Regions from separate parts of the Canis lupus genome. Here region 2 is linked to region 1. Evidence: chromatin contacts called from public Hi-C data. All regions are on one chromosome and are shown on one strand. The core of a region is the stretch at or near the end of the contact, and the rest is flanking DNA. Distances in the headings are between cores, read along the strand shown.

Region 1 (3,212 bases), core at 268-2,767:
ATGAAACCACAATCTTCGAGGGTATTTTTTTTTTTCTCTCCCAGTCAGGAATAATTTGCATTTCCAGTTAAAAAATAACTAAGTGCTGGGCCTGAGCCCTGACCAACACAAAGTCGAGCCAGGGCACAGCGCCCTAGATGACGGATTCATCCGCAGGTGGGCCTCTCAGGCAGGCAGGGCTCCCTTCTCAACTATCCTGCTGCTTTTCCTCGATGTTTGTAAGCTTTGCCATCGCAGATGTTCGCGCCTCTAAATGAGTCGACTACGCCCCAATCCGTGATTTCAGGCGCTACGCGTGGAGAGGTTATTCGGAAGACGCACGGCTGCCGGCTGTGAATGCCAGCCAGCCAGCCGGCCGGCCCTCCCTGATTCTCACGGAGTCCGAAACCCCTCCAAGTTGAGCGGGCCTGGGCGTCGGGGTCACCGCGGGTCACCGAGCAGCCTTTGTTCCCGGGTCCCCGCGGGCGCCGGGCCCGGTCAGCGCGACCCCGCCGCCCCGGCAGCCCGCTCCGGGGCCCCGCCTCCGGGTCTTTGTTCGGGGCTCGGGGCTGGCTGCCGGCCGGCGGCGGGAGGACCGTGCGGCGCGGGCGACGGGGGCCGACGGGGGCCGACGGGGGCCGCGCGAGTACTCACCCCGCTCCGCTCGGCCCCTGACCCCAACGCCGGCCTAGCGCAGGCGGGGCCGCGGGCTGGGGGAGGGGAGCCGGGGCGGTGCCCAGCGCTCTGCCAGCGGCCGTCCGGCCAGCGGGCCCGGGCGCGGGGTGACGGGCGGGCTCCCGGGGGCCACGGACGCCTCAGCACCGGACGGGAGCGAACGCGCCGACGGCCCCCAGCGGGCAGGCCCGGCCCTCCCTCCGCCACAGCCGCCGCGGCGACCGACGCGGAGCATGCGCACCTGCGCCTCCCGCGCCCCCTGGGGCCTGGCTCGCGCGGGGGAGGGGCTGACGTCGCGGGCCGCGCGCGCAGGACTCGGGCCAGGGGGCGTGGCCTCGCGGCAGCCCCGGCCCCCGCGAGCCGAGGCCCCGCCCCCCAGCCCAGCGCCGCCGGAAGCGAGCCGTGGCCGCGCGCCCCGCGAGCACGAGGGCTGCCGCCCGTGCAGGTGCCGCGGGCGAGCGGCTGCGGCGTCGCCACCTGTCCTCCCAACAAATAGCCACATACCTGGAAAACCAGTGAGTGACTGCTGGAGACGGGGCGGAGCGAGAACCTTCTCCGAGGTTGGAGTCCGAGCCGGCCGGCGTCCGTGCACGCGCTGAAACTCCTGTAAGCGCCTCAGCCACCAGTCACAAACACGGCTCCCTCCTTTGACCTAAGGACCCAGGTAGACGGTAGCAGTTCGAGAGTTCCAGTAGTACCCTCTGGGGCACGTACCTCAGGAAAAAAAAAAAAAAAATTGGGATGGGGGGGCGACTGTGGGGTAAAGACCACAGAAAAACGTAGAAGTAACAGGGGTAATCGAGCTGAAAGACTGAAAATGCAACAGCCGACATCTGAGGGGAAACTAGCTCTGCTCCTTGTAACACAACAGAATTAAATTTGTGTGAAAAAAAAAAGCGTGGTGAGTTGAAGACGTGAAAGGAAAACCTGCTTTCAAGCGCATGGGGCTCGGTTATGATCTTGTACCACAGTTACGTAAGAGGTCACCCCTGGGGAAAGCGAGGTGACGGATACGTGAGGTTCGGCACTATTTTTGCAGTCTCTTGTGAGTCTGTAATCATTTCACGATAAAAAGTGCTTAAAAAGGGACAGAGCACTGATCAATGGTGACCAGAGAAAGGGGTTGACTAAAAAAGAGCTTAAGGAAATTTGAGGGAGGGGGGAATGATGGAACTGTTCGATAATTTAATTGTGTTAATGATTACACCGTTTTGGGTTTTTTTTTTTTAAGATTTTATTTATTCATGAGAGACACAGGCAGAAGGAGAAGCAGGCTCCACGCAGGAAGCGCGACGTGGGACACGATCCTGGGACCTCGGGGTCACGCCCTGGGCTGAAGGTGGCGCTAAACCACTGAGCCACCCGGGTGTACCCTGATGACACCGTTTTTTGCTGGACAAAATTCATATCAGGGATACATTTTACTGCATGTAAAATAAAACTCAAAAGATAGGGCTAGTAAGTGAACTTCCTAACATGTTTGAGTAACTGTGAATATAAATGAATTCGATAGTTGCCAATTAAAAACAATTCACCAGCTTTTTTTTTTTTTTTTTTTTTTTGTACAAGGAAGTGAGTTCTGAGTGAGAACTTTAGTGAATGGGTATTTCCTTCGACTTTAAACGGTTCCTCAAAAGCCATAAAACTCACATACAGAAATAAGAATGGGGCAGCCCCGGTGGCGCAGCGGTTTAGCGCCGCCTGCAGTCCCAGGGCGTGATCCTGAAGACGCGGGATCGAGTCCCACGTCAGGCTCTCTGCATGGAGCCTGCTTCTCCCTCTGCCTGTCTCTGCCTCTCTCTCTCTCTCTCTCTCTCTGCATCTCTATGAATAAATAAAATCTTAAAAAAAAAAGAAATAAATGCATTGCTTGGCATCGTATCCAATAATCTAGAAACACTTTCATGCATCAATGATACCATGTTAACAAAAAAAAAGTTTTTTGCACCTGAGATGTTTTTAAGTGTCATAATCCACCTGCCAAAACCAAAGAAACAGAGCAAGGTAAATCAGGTAACTTCTATATACTTCTTTTCATCATATCACTCTTAACAAGAAACAGCCCTGGCCTGTTTAGGTGTTTACCCTACAACACTTCAGAGTGCTTTAGGGCAGGGTCTGTCGTCAGTGCATAGCCAGCCTCTGGCAGAGTTCCTCACTAGTAATAAGTATTTGTGGAGTAAAACAATACATTGATCACAAAAAGAGAAGGAAGCTAAAATTTGAGAACCCACCATAAGCCAGAAGCTTAGTTGAGTTTAGCTAACCATATAATAACCACACAAGATAACCATTTTATAGATATGAAAACTGAGACTAACGATCAATTCCCTTTCATTCCTTGTTTCATTGGATTTCTCAGTTTTATTTGATCATGTTAATCACATCTACAAAGTCTTGCTTCCCTTAGCTCCCATAAATCCACAGTCCCCTGATTCTCCTTTGAGCTCCCTTGACCACTCCTTTACTTAACCTCATAGGCTTTGGTTTGTCCATCAGATGTATATTAATTCACAATAACCTTTAAGGAGTATGGTCCAAGAATGGGACACAAGTCT
Region 2 (3,212 bases), core at 349-2,848, 89 kb after region 1:
TCTAAAAACATGATTAATAACAGCCAACAAGCAAGAGAGTAAATGGAGTACCTGGCTTCCTAAATGAAAAAAACCTGCCTCTCCACTCCCCACCGTATTCTAGTGGGATAATGGGTAATATACTCTCTTTGGAGACATGTATGCGCTTTGACTTGGTTTTGAAGAGTAGAATTTTCCTGCACCCATTAAGTGCATGGATTTCCAGTTCAAGGGAGCCAGCTTTGGGTCGCCAACGTGAGGTGTACCCACCCCTCTCGGCCACGCACACCTGACTTTGCAGCAGGTGGGGGGAGAGCGGCTGTCCTCCAGGTTCTGAACGCCGCTATGCAGTCTTTCAAACTAGATACAAAGTTAGCATCAGTGTCTGATGTTCCAGCTCCTCCAGGAGAACCCGGGGGCCCCGAGGGGCACAGCTTCCTGGGCGCCTGGGGCCGCAACTCCGCAAGTCAGGCCTGGGCCTCCCCAGCAATCCGAGCAGGATGGATGCGTCGCGGCGACAGCTCGGAAGGGAAAGGGTTACTCAGCATCCTCCCCTCCCCTCCTCCTCCTCATCCCCCTCCTCCTCCTCCTCCTCCTCCCCAGCACCGGGCGGGAGGCTGAGGGGGATGGGGGGCCGCGCGGGGAGCCTCTCCGCGGGGGGAGCAGCTGGAGACCACGGACACCCGAACGGGGTGGCGGCGACTTGAACTCAGCCGCAGACGTTGCTCGGGGAAGGGAGTCCGTTAAGTTTGGACCCAAGGGCCTCACCGAGGTGTCGGACCCGACCTGCTGCAGGCCGAAGAGGTGGCCCGGCCCTGCCCTCCAACCGCGAGCATCTCGGTCAGGGTGCGGCTGGAGCCTCAAAACACATTTCATGACCCTAATGCCCTTTATTCCGAAGGGTCTCCAGGGGGGGCTACGGCGAGGTCCCGCAGGAGCGCAGAAGGGGGGGGAGGGCGCCGCAGGTGACCTGGGCCCAGGGGCCGCCCCCCACCCCCGGCCCCGACGGCGCGCATCCCGACCCGCCGGCAGAGGTGCAGAGGTGCGGAGGTGCGGGCCCACCGCGGCAGCACCCCCAACCCCCGACGGCTGCATCCCGACCCTGCGGGGCCACCGCGGCAGCCCCTCCCGCCGCTCCCTCGACGCCCCCGGGCCCACCTCCCGGTCCCTGCCGCCCCTCCGCAGCCCCTTCCCGCCGCCCCCCTTGGCCCCCCAGCCCCCGCCGCCCCTCCGCAGCCCCCCCCCCCCCAGTCCCCGCAGCCCCCCTCCCCCCCTCCGGCCCCCGACGGCGCCGCATCCCGACCCTGCGGCAGCACCCCCCCCCCGGCCCGGCCCCCGCAGCCCCCCTCCCCCCCTCCGACCCCCGACGGCGCCGCATCCCGACCCCGCGGCCCGCCGCGCAGCCCCTTCCCGCCCCCCCCCCCCCGCCGTCCCCCGGCGCCCGCCAGCCCCTGCCCCGCAGCCCCAGCCTTCCAGGAGGGGGGGAGGGGGGGCCGGGACGCCCGGGCAGCTTTATTTGGGCGTGTGTGTGCCGGCGGCTCGGCAGCGGCCGCGGGAGGCGAGCGCACCCCGCGCGGAGAAGTTCGTGTTGACAAACTTGGGGCGGCGGCGGCGGCGGCGGCGGGCGCGCGACTTCCGGGACGCGGGCGCGGCGGGAGGCGGCCGCGGGCCGGAACAGCAAATGCTATTCAGCCCGAGCAGTTTCAAGCCGCCCGAGCCGGGGAATTACTGGAGCCGAGCTGCGCGCTCCCCGCCCGCGCGGGATCCGGGCGCGCGTCGGGGGGGCGCGGGGGGGCGCGGGGGGGGCGGCGGGGCGCCCGCTCGGTGCCCGCGCCCCGCCAGGCCCGCCGGCTGCGCCCTGCCCGCCCGCCGCCCGCGCCCGCCGCTCCGGGCGGCCTCCCCGCCTCCAACCAACTTTTCTCTCCTCGAAAACTCCCTCTTTGTTTCAAATAGGACTCTCCAAAATTTATTCTTGGGAAGACTGACAGCCGGGGTCAAGAAACAGCTGTTGAAGTTAATGTTTCTTCCTCCCACTCCGCCGGGCGGCTGTGCCCCGCCACGCCAAAGTGAGGGGCGCTGCCTGGCGGCTCCCCGCGCCGAGCGCGCAGCCGGCGGGGGGCGGGGGCGGGGGCTGCGGAGGGGCGTCCGCCTGCTTAGCATACAATCTGATCAGAAATGCGACAGCATGTGCCTTTCAACTTGTGCTGATTACTCGCTGAAAAGACGTTGCGGCTTCCAGTTTGGAGGACTTTGAGCAGGGGGGGCGGGGGGGGCGGGAGACGTGGGGGACACTCGCCACGTTTCGCTGGGAAAGGGGCGAAAACCTTGGCGCCTGCCCCCCCCCCCACCTCGTGCCCCCCGAGAGCCGCAGGGTGGCCCCGGCGAGGGCGGAGGGCTTGCATTCCTTTGCAAGGTTGCATTCACGTCTCCGAATTCAGGTCCTTCTGCAGAGCGGGGGCTCGCCGGGAGCCGGCAGGTAGCCTTTATTCGGGGGCCTCGGCCACACCTGGCGGAGGCTGCCGGCCCGCGCCGGTGCTCGGCGGCTCTCCCCGGACGGGGCCTGTGCCCCCGCCCCGTCCCCACCCCGACCCCCCCGCCGTTGCTCAGAGGACACACTCTGGGGGAAGCCACCCTCTTCTTTCTGCTGCCTTCCCCACAAAGATGGGTTCGCTCGGCCCTTTCCCCGCTTGCTCTGCTCCGTGGGGTGCCCTGGGGGCCCCTGGGGGCGTCCCCTGGGGCTCCGGCCCCCGACGAGCCCTCCCCGGGGTCCCAGCCTCTGCACGGCCGGCGGCCCACGGGAACGCCCCCCCCCCCCCCCCCACCCGAGAGCTTAACCGCCCTTGCAGCCGACCCGTCCTCCTTCGGGAGCGCTGCGATCGCCTGGCCTCGCGCAGACACGGCCATCTGGAGACCTGCAAGGCCCTCCTTCCCCGCCACCAGGTTATCCTGTCACCACATCGCAATGCGGTGCCATCCCCCAGCGATGTTGCATCAGGCCCGGGGATATTTTAGGAAGCTCTCAGGCCAAGTCCAACGAGCCTTTCGCGCAGACGTGGGGCCCCGCTGCCAAAACCCGGGCTGCGGAGCCCGGGCAGGTGGTGATGCCCTCGCTCGCCTCAGCCCCGGTACCTCCTGCTCCCCAGCCCCCTGCCCGGCGGGATCCACCCGGTAGCCTCCTCACCCCTCTCTGCCTGGCTCCCAGGTGCCACCACCTTTGTCTGCCCTCATAGCTT

The links. A called contact is a pair of places that touch in the nucleus more often than the background predicts.
Region 2: a contact with region 1 is called in a Hi-C map of blood, with 4 times the contacts expected there. The contact joins the enhancer-like site here to the promoter of ATG10 in region 1. A contact is called at or near these places in 3 of 9 Hi-C or Micro-C datasets (amygdala and blood).

Annotation. Positions count from the first base shown.
Region 1 is chr3:25,550,427-25,553,638 of UU_Cfam_GSD_1.0, forward strand. It overlaps ATG10 (ubiquitin-like-conjugating enzyme ATG10), which reads right to left and starts at 1,518. Exons shown (of 8, transcript XM_038532420.1): 1 at 1,159-1,518. LOC119871164 (a long non-coding RNA gene) reads left to right here and starts at 1,057. Exons shown (of 3, transcript XR_005356795.1): 1 at 1,057-1,260.
Region 2 is chr3:25,639,088-25,642,299 of UU_Cfam_GSD_1.0, forward strand. No RefSeq gene overlaps it. Among named protein-coding and RNA genes, the nearest start is that of ATG10, 89 kb to the left of the region's middle. Within about 2 kb of position 1,599, at least 17 of the 20 cell types and tissues checked have an H3K27ac peak or open chromatin away from gene starts, as enhancers often do. A contact at or near this core is called in blood, where this site is marked.